2 separate regions of the Gossypium hirsutum genome follow, and region 2 is linked to region 1. Evidence: chromatin contacts called from public Hi-C data. All regions are on one chromosome and are shown on one strand. Each heading gives the region's core, a stretch centred on a gene start, on an enhancer-like site or on the middle of the called end of the contact. The rest is flanking DNA. Distances are from core to core; before and after follow the strand shown.

Evidence for each region. A called contact is a pair of places that touch in the nucleus more often than the background predicts.
Region 2: a Hi-C map of leaf shows a contact between it and region 1, with 1.7 times the contacts expected there. The contact joins the enhancer-like site here to the promoter of LOC107915879 in region 1. A contact is called at or near these places in 3 of 34 Hi-C or Micro-C datasets (callus and leaf).

What each region holds. Positions count from the first base shown.
Region 1 is chrD10:61,269,616-61,273,957 of Gossypium_hirsutum_v2.1, forward strand. LOC107915879 (ubiquitin-conjugating enzyme E2 8) reads left to right here and starts at 2,590. Exons shown (of 8, transcript XM_016845072.2): 1 at 2,590-2,771; 2 at 3,070-3,197; 3 at 3,474-3,578; 4 at 4,084-4,221. The coding sequence starts at 2,702.
Region 2 is chrD10:61,376,937-61,381,278 of Gossypium_hirsutum_v2.1, forward strand. It overlaps the pseudogene LOC121222540. Among protein-coding and RNA genes, the nearest start is that of LOC121222539, 20 kb to the left of the region's middle. Within about 2 kb of position 1,720, at least 7 of the 9 cell types and tissues checked have an H3K27ac peak or open chromatin away from gene starts, as enhancers often do. A contact at or near this core is called in leaf, where this site is marked.

The DNA of each region.
Region 1 (4,342 bases), core at 1,340-3,839:
CCTCAACAATGTTGGAACATTTAATGCTGATACCAGGTTCAAAGCCGGTTATTTAAACGAGTTGGAAAGAATGCTACAAAAGGTTTTACCAAATGCAATGTTGAAGGCGAAACCTAATATTGAATCAAGGATTAGGTTACTAAAAAGAGAGTGGTCAATCGTCTATGACATGCTTAATGGCCAAAACAATAGCGGTTTTGGTTGGGACGAGCATAGGCAGCTCGTTGTTGCTGAAGATGCGGTTTGGGACTCCTATTTAAAGGTAAGATTATTTCAAGTCTTTATTATCTTATTTTTACCAAACTTATAACTAATATGATTTCCTCATTTTTTTAGAGTCACAAAGAAGCCGCTCAATTCAGACATCGTTCTTTCCTTTACTACGACCAGCTTACTACCATATACGCAAGAGATCGAGCAACTGGGAAAGATGCTCAAACAGCTGCTGATGTTCTTGAAGAAATAAATGCTGAGGGTGTACCTACTACAGGTATGGATGAAGAAAGAAACTCACTCTATGACTGCGAAGCTGACGTCTCTTTGGATGACATGGATGTTTCTGCTGACGAGATAGAGACCAAGGGGGTTCCTCATCTTCAAACAAGAGAAAGAAGAAATCTGATGCTCGAGATAATATGTCTTCTTCATTTGATGAGGCTGCCACTTTATTGGCCGAAAACATCAAGGCCGTTGGCGATCAAATCAGTAGGAGTATTGCCTCCGATGTGGTAGTTCAATAGAATTCAGAAGAATTCCAGATCATCCAAGAGAAAGCTACAAATTTATATTCAACCTTATGGGAAATTGAAGGTTTAACCGACGATGAGCGTTATCAAGCTTTAAGTAAAATTCCAGATCATCCAACTCAAATGCTCGTTTTCTTTAGTTTACCTTCTGTTGCGCGATTGGAATGGGTCAGAAGATTTCTTTCTGACCATTAAAAATCAATGTTCAAACTTTTTGATGTTGTAAAACTATATAACATATGGATTATGATGTAGAATTTAATTTTCATCTAACCTTTTCTTAATATAAGTTAATTATGTTTATGCAGAATATAATTCTCAAGTTATATTTTGTTTTTAGTAAATTAATATAAGAACATTTTATTATTAAATTTTATTTAATATTAATTATTTTAATTGTATAAATTCATATAAGAAAATTTATTATCAAGAATTTTATGAAATTATATATCATTATTAAAGTATATTTAATATTAATTATTTTAAATTATATAAATTCATATAAGAAAATTTATTATTACGAATTTTATGAAATTATATATTATTATTAAATTATATTTAATAATAATTATTTTAAATTATACAAATTCATATAAGAAAATTTATTAGTTATAATTATTTTAAATTTTATTAAATCATATATTTTAATTAAAATATATTTAAATTTAATTATTTCAAATTATATTTTATAGTATCATATATTATGATTTGAGTAAATTCATATAAGAATTTTGATTATTAAGAATTTTATTAAATTATATATTTTAATTAAAATATATTTAATAATAATTATGTTAAATTATCTTTTATAGTATCATATATTATGATTTGAGTAAATTCATACAAGAATATTAATTATTAAGAATTTTATTAAATTATATATTTTAATTATAATATATTTAATAATAATTATGTTAAATTATATTTTATAGTATCATATATTATGATTTGAGTAAATTCATAAAAGAATTTTGATTATTAAGAATTTTATTAAATTATATATTTTAATTAAAATATATTTCATAATAATTATGTTAAATTATCTTTTATAGTATCATATATTATGATTTGAGTACATTCATATAAGAATATTAATTATTAAGAATTTTATTAAATTATATATTTTAATTATAATATATTTAATAATAATTATGTTAAATTATATTTTATAGTATCATATATTATTATTTGAGTAAATTCATATAAGAATATTGATTAGTAAGAATTTTATTAAATTATATATTTCAATTATAATATATTTAATAATAATTATGTTTAAATATGATTAAATTATTTATTATTGATATTAATAATCTTATTAAAATTTAAATAACAATAACAATAATCATTTACCCAAACAAATTTATGCTAAGGGTATTCTAGTCATTTTAGTTTTTTCTATTATGCTATTACACCTCTATTCCATTCAACCAAACACAGGAATACTATTACGCCTCTATTCCATTACATTCAACCAAACAATTGATTTACTATTACGCCTCTATTCCACTACAGCGAACCAAACGTGCTGTTAGAGTTTACAAATATTTTATTTTATCATCGTTTCAAAAGCTTTATAATTTTATAAATAGGGAAAAAAATAATATACTCAAGAAAGGGCAAGTAAACTTATTTTATTTTGTCAACAAACTTTTAACCTAATGGCAAAAATATATTATTAAAAGTCAAGCATTCCATTTCTTATTCTTAATTAAGATTTATAAAAAATATATATATTATGGTCCTGTGGGGTCCACCAAAACAATAATTTAGAACTTAAGAAAGACCCTGATCGTCCATATTCTTTTTTAATTATAAAGCCTATCTGGCAAAAAAAAAAGGGGGGGGTTAGGAAGTCAACACTTTTGTTCTGGAACCTCACTTTAAAAACAAATACAGTGCAACACCTTGATTGACGCTAAAGGTGATCAATCTAGCTTGGGATTTTAGGTGTGATGGCTTCAAAGCGGATCTTGAAGGAGCTCAAGGATCTCCAAAAAGATCCTCCTAACTTTTGCAGCTTAGGTTCCATTCCTTCTCTCCTCTTTACCTATTTCCTTTTGTTACAGTTACAGCTGATAGGAAGTCAATGGAATTAATAATGCTATAGATGTAAATGAAGTTGATAGCAAATGGTTAGCATGTTTCGCAAAAAGAGAATATTTCTGGGTATTAGCTTGGGTGGATGTAAGAATTCATCATTGCACCATTATTTCTGTTAAATATGTGCTAAAATTGTTTAGGACTGCAACATGATATATTTTCTCATTGCACTACCATCTAACACTTGTTTTACCTTTTTTATTATTGATGGCATGATAAGCTCCTGAGAATGAAGAAATCTTCATTTGGCAAGCAACTATGCCGGGTCCTCTGAACACTCCATATGAAGGTGGAAAGTTTGAACTCAGAATTCATTTCCCTCCGGACTATCCATTTAAACCACCCAAGGTGCTTCATAATGTTGATGTTAATATATACTGAGGATAGAATAGCATCAAATTTATTTTCGAAGAGAAATTTATTGTAACCAGAGGAGTATGGACCTTCAATGCTGAGCTAGACTGTGCTAAATCTTGAAGTTACATAGTAAATAATAGGACAACGTTATTTCATGATTTTCCAACCTTATAACATATTAATGACCCCCCAACTTGTAGTTTTGTTCACCTAACCTCTCTTTTTCTTCTTTTATCTTCTTTTTCGATTCTTTTTCCTTCCATTTAGGTTGCTTTCAGGAGCAAGATCTTTCACCCTAATATTAACAAGAATGGTAGCATTGGCATTGATATTTTGAAGGATAAGTGGACCCCCGCCCTCACCATATCCAAGGTTATAATTTGCTCAAACCTCCTAACTGCATCCAAGTAAATGTATATTTCAGTTTGAAAATTACATTTCCCTGTTATGCTATTTCTCAACCATTCTTTGTCAAAAACTAGATTATGAGATGCCCATGGGTGAAAGAAAATAAATTATATAAAATCAATCCCAACCCACACCTAAAACTAAATGAATCTCTAATCATTTTCAGACTAATTTAAAAGTTGTATAGTTTGAGTTATTTAAATTTTTTTTAAAAATATAAAATTATTGAAAGGCATTAATGCTTTTATAATAAAATTTATTGTTTTTTAAATTGAATTGGTATTTAATTAATTAGAACTATTCTATTAAAATGAATTTTACATCAAGCCATTGGTCAAATAGGTTTCATAATGGATCATTAATGTCATTTTGAATCTAGTCACTGTCACCCCGGTTAAACTTTATCTTTATTTGGTTAACTGGTATTTAGATGCGGAGAAGTGTAATTTTATTTGTTTTGACTCTATAGGTGCTGCTGTCAATCTACTCAATCTTAGGGGATCCAATGCTCGATGACCCATATGAAGAGAACATTGCCAACATGTACAAGACGGATAGGAGCCAATACGAGAAAGTTGCTCGGAACTGGACGCAGAAGTATGCTATGGTAAGCTAAAATGTTATATTTACAAAAATGAAATTTATGTTATAATTGTGTGGGTCAAGCAGGATAAAGACAACCCAATTTTGACTTTTTTTAAAAAAATTTTAAAACTCAAAACTGAAAT
Region 2 (4,342 bases), core at 470-2,969, 110 kb after region 1:
TATAATTTATTACGTTGCGTATTCCAAGGCTTGAGTTGACAACTCATTTATATGATTCATAGAAAAAGGAAAAAAAGGACAAAGAGGGAAACAACGATGTAGGGAAGACCAGGACAGCTCTCGAATCCCGACGCATTTGAAATGATTAAGGGGTAATCTAGATTGTACGGGGACAACCCTCTCATTTTAATTAGGGTAAATTATATAATATTATTAAATTATTAATAAATTTATGTTTTAATTACTCAATTTAAAAAAGTTACAAAAGTAATCATTAAATTATTCAAAAAAATTTATTTAAGTTATTGGGCTGATAAAATTAATGATATATGACATTTCCTGTTCGCACCGTCTTTACCAATCAAAAGCTCTTCTTCTATTTTTCTTCTATGATTAAGTTTTTTTTATGAAACAATTTTAAACGTCACGAATCTATAAAATAAAATCTAAAAAGTTTTCTTATCTAATTTCCGTCACTAACCATCAAATTGACTTGAATCTAAGGTATCTGTTCTTCTACTCATTAATAGGTACTAATCGGTAATATCAATAATTGAATTGTTATTTAAAACTTGTTAGTTAATTTTTTTTAAATTTAACAACTTATTAACTTAAATAAAAAATTTTAAATAATTTAATGACTATTCTATAATTTTTTTTTAAAATTGAGTGATTAAAACATAAATTTACTAATAATTTAATCACTTATTCATATAATAAATGAGGAAATGGTCCCTAGACAAAAGAGGAAATGAGAAAAGGTGGTCCCTAGACTTTCTCATCATGTTTTTCCTTGAAAAGCTTGAAATTTTTTTTCCTCAATAATTATTTATTGAATGTAAACTTAATTAGTTAAAATATTTTTAATCAAATTAAATACCTAATTTTATTTCGGTAACCAATATTAATCTCTACCATTACATCCGCTAAAACAAATCTTGCAATCAATTAAGAAACGACACAGCGGTGGAGCTAGCAACCTAAAATGGAAATTTTTTTTCATTTAGATTGTTTATAATTTATAAAATTTTAAATTAGTAATAATAAAATTATAATTTGATCTCCTAAAAATAATAAAAATTTAATTTAATCTTTAAAAATTATTAAGATATATATTATTAAAATGATAAAATTATATTTTTACTACAATTTAATTTCGGTCCCCAAAAAAATTTCTGACTCCGCCGATGCATATCATTAAAAAATCTAAATTACTAAATTGTAATTAATTTTAAATAAAGTATAAATATATATATATATATATATAAGAAAACCCTTTCCCTCCAGCTCCAAAAAAGGAAATATTTTTTCCTGACTGCTTTGTTGTCTTTTTGTTTTGTTTGAGTGGTGGGATGAATTGTCGGTTTCTTCACCATGTCCATATCTATATTTGTGTGGAAATCATTTCTAGCGTGCTAAAAATGAATGGTTCAGCAGGACAAATATCAGAAAAAGAACAAATCTCTCCATAGAAAAAGGTAGATATCATTCACTGATGAACATTATAGTGAATACAAGGAGAGAGGAGGAGGAGATTTTTATTTTATTTAATATTAATATATATTATTTATTTAATTATTGAAATAGTATATATATATATATTTTGAGATAATCAGCTGGATTTTATCCATTTATTCAAAAATAAAGTCCGGCTATACAGTCAAAGTGAGCCATCCCAATAGGCCCAATAACCCAGCAGAAAAAAGCTTGCTCTAGAAGCATCCAGGACGCCAACCCAGGAAATTAGTTCAGCACGATTCATTAATTAATCATTCCTTTTCTAGAGTTTTGAAAAGCCTTTCGTCTTCTTTCGCTCTTCTGTTCTCCAATCTCTCTCGCTCTCCCTAGATTACCTTATCGGAACAAAGAAATTTAGGTTTAGTGTGGATGGGCGGTGTGTTTAGCTCCGGTGAGATTAAAAACAACGGTAGCTGTGAGATTAGTTACTGTAGCAGTGAGATTAGAAACAGCGGTGGAGTGTGTGTTTGGATTCAAACGTAATTGTAGCGGTGATGTGAGAATAGAAAATGACTTTTAATGATATTAGATTATAATTGATATATATCAAAAGTTTTTTAAATTATTTTACTTTTATAAAATTATTAAAATATTTGAATTTATAAATTCATTTAATAAAATATTAAAATGTATCTTTTAATATTCTATTTATTATCCTATAATTTATCATATTTGTATTTATTTAAATAATAGTTATAACATTAAAATATTAAAATATCTTATTTTCACACCCATATGAAAAATAAAATGGTAAAAATATTACCCACTGACGTTTCTTTTTGTTTACTGGTGTTTTAACACTCCAGTCTAAAATTTTCTCACCAGTGTGTAGATTTTCACTGGCCAAATTTGAATGTTATCCAAACAGCTATACGTGGTGCGATTGCACCAAAATCAAGGGTAAACGTGCTGCACTGGTAGTAACTGGGCATCCAAAGGAGCCCTTAGTCTGACAACACCGCCACTCGTCGGTCTCTTTTCACCGCCTCTTCTGCATATCCAGGTACCCCATTTCTCATAAATCTTTGTTCCCCATTCTTGAAACCTTTTGTAGCTAACAAATGAGCGACTTAGTTCATCAATCGGTGGCCATACTTGAACATACAGGTTTGGAAACCTTTGCTTAGACACTGACCATCTTTAATGTATTCATAAATTTCCGATTTATCCTCCCCTCCCTTTTGCAGTTTTTTGACAACTAAAAGAGTTTCTCCTTCAACCTCCACAGCCGTGAACTCTAAATCTAAATCCAAACCCAGTTAAAGTCCCTGAATACATGCAAGAGCCTCCGCCACAAATATTGTAGCTGCGTTTTCGTTTAACACAATCATTGTCTAAATTTTAAGTCTGAGTAAAGGTTTGAATAGTTTTATAGACGTTACTTTATATATTTTCATAAATTATATAACAAAAGTAAGTAAAATAAAACAAGAAGTAAATAATTTAAGAGATCTTACAAAATTAGATTTGAACAAAAAATTTAAAAAAATATTATCTAATGTTAATAAAAAATTAAAACAATTTTTTATTGATAAAAATATAGAACAAGAGGTAAATTTAACTTTTATATAATAAAAATAGTAATATAATATTAACTTTGTCTGAAAAAAAAACTTTTTCAGAAACATTATTTTCTACTAATAAAAGAAATAAAATATAAAAGAAATAAAAAAACTTGAAAAACAGAAAAGAAAATATAATTATCAACAAAAATATAATTTTTAATCCTATAAACAACTTATAGAACATTGGAAGTATAAATTTACTAAGAGTTCCGATAAAAATGAAAGAGTTTAATATTTAAAACTAATAAAATGACTTTATGAAAAACATAAAGATTCATTTACTTTATTTAACTATCATTATATGTTAAACTATTACACTACAGACAATAGTAATTCTAGTGATTTTGATAATTCTATAAATCTAAAAGACCTAAAAGTTACAAGTTATGAATCTGATGAAGAAAATACTTCAACAGATGAAGAAGAAAATATAGAAATACTAGAACCTATGGATACTGATCAAACATATCCTTATGGAAAAAGAAAAATAGAGTCAGATCTTCAAAATGATGATTATTTAAGATCTTTTAATAAAGATTTTGAAAAAAGTTGAAAATACAACTAGAATTTTTTATAATAAAACAGAAAATATAGCTACAATTGAAATAAAAATTGAAAATCTAGGAGAATCATCTACTCAACCAGTTTCACATTGAATAGAAGAGTTAAATAAAAGAAATGTTGCTGAAGGAGGAATATATTTAGATTTAACTAATATTTCTATAGCAGACTATGAAAAAATCATAAATGACTGGGCACAATTTATGACTATTGTTGTAAACAACAACAATATGTGGTCAAAAGAAAATTTTTTAAACTATTTTGTTGGAACATTTCAAGGAGATGTTTTACAATTTCTAAGAAGATGGTAAGAATTTGATAAATGAAAAGAACAGAAAGGGCATTTAATCAACCAGATAAGAACTCCTAAAGATCTTTTAAAAGGATTAACTTTTATTCTAAAAACAAAATTTTGTGGCTATTTTGCTAAAAAAAAGAGCTCAAGATAGTATATCTAGTTATAGTTTGTCAAAAATTAAATTATGTGATATTAGATATTTAGAAGAATTTTCTAAAAAATTTCTTCATGAATATCAAAAACTAAAAAAATGAAAATATACAATTTTAGAAAAAATCAATATTTTCATAAATTACCACCACCGTGGAATGAGATATGTATAAAAAAATATGTTTCTTATTTTTAAAAAAATAGTTAAATGGCTATTCTATCATCAGAAAATATAGACTCTATAGGAAAT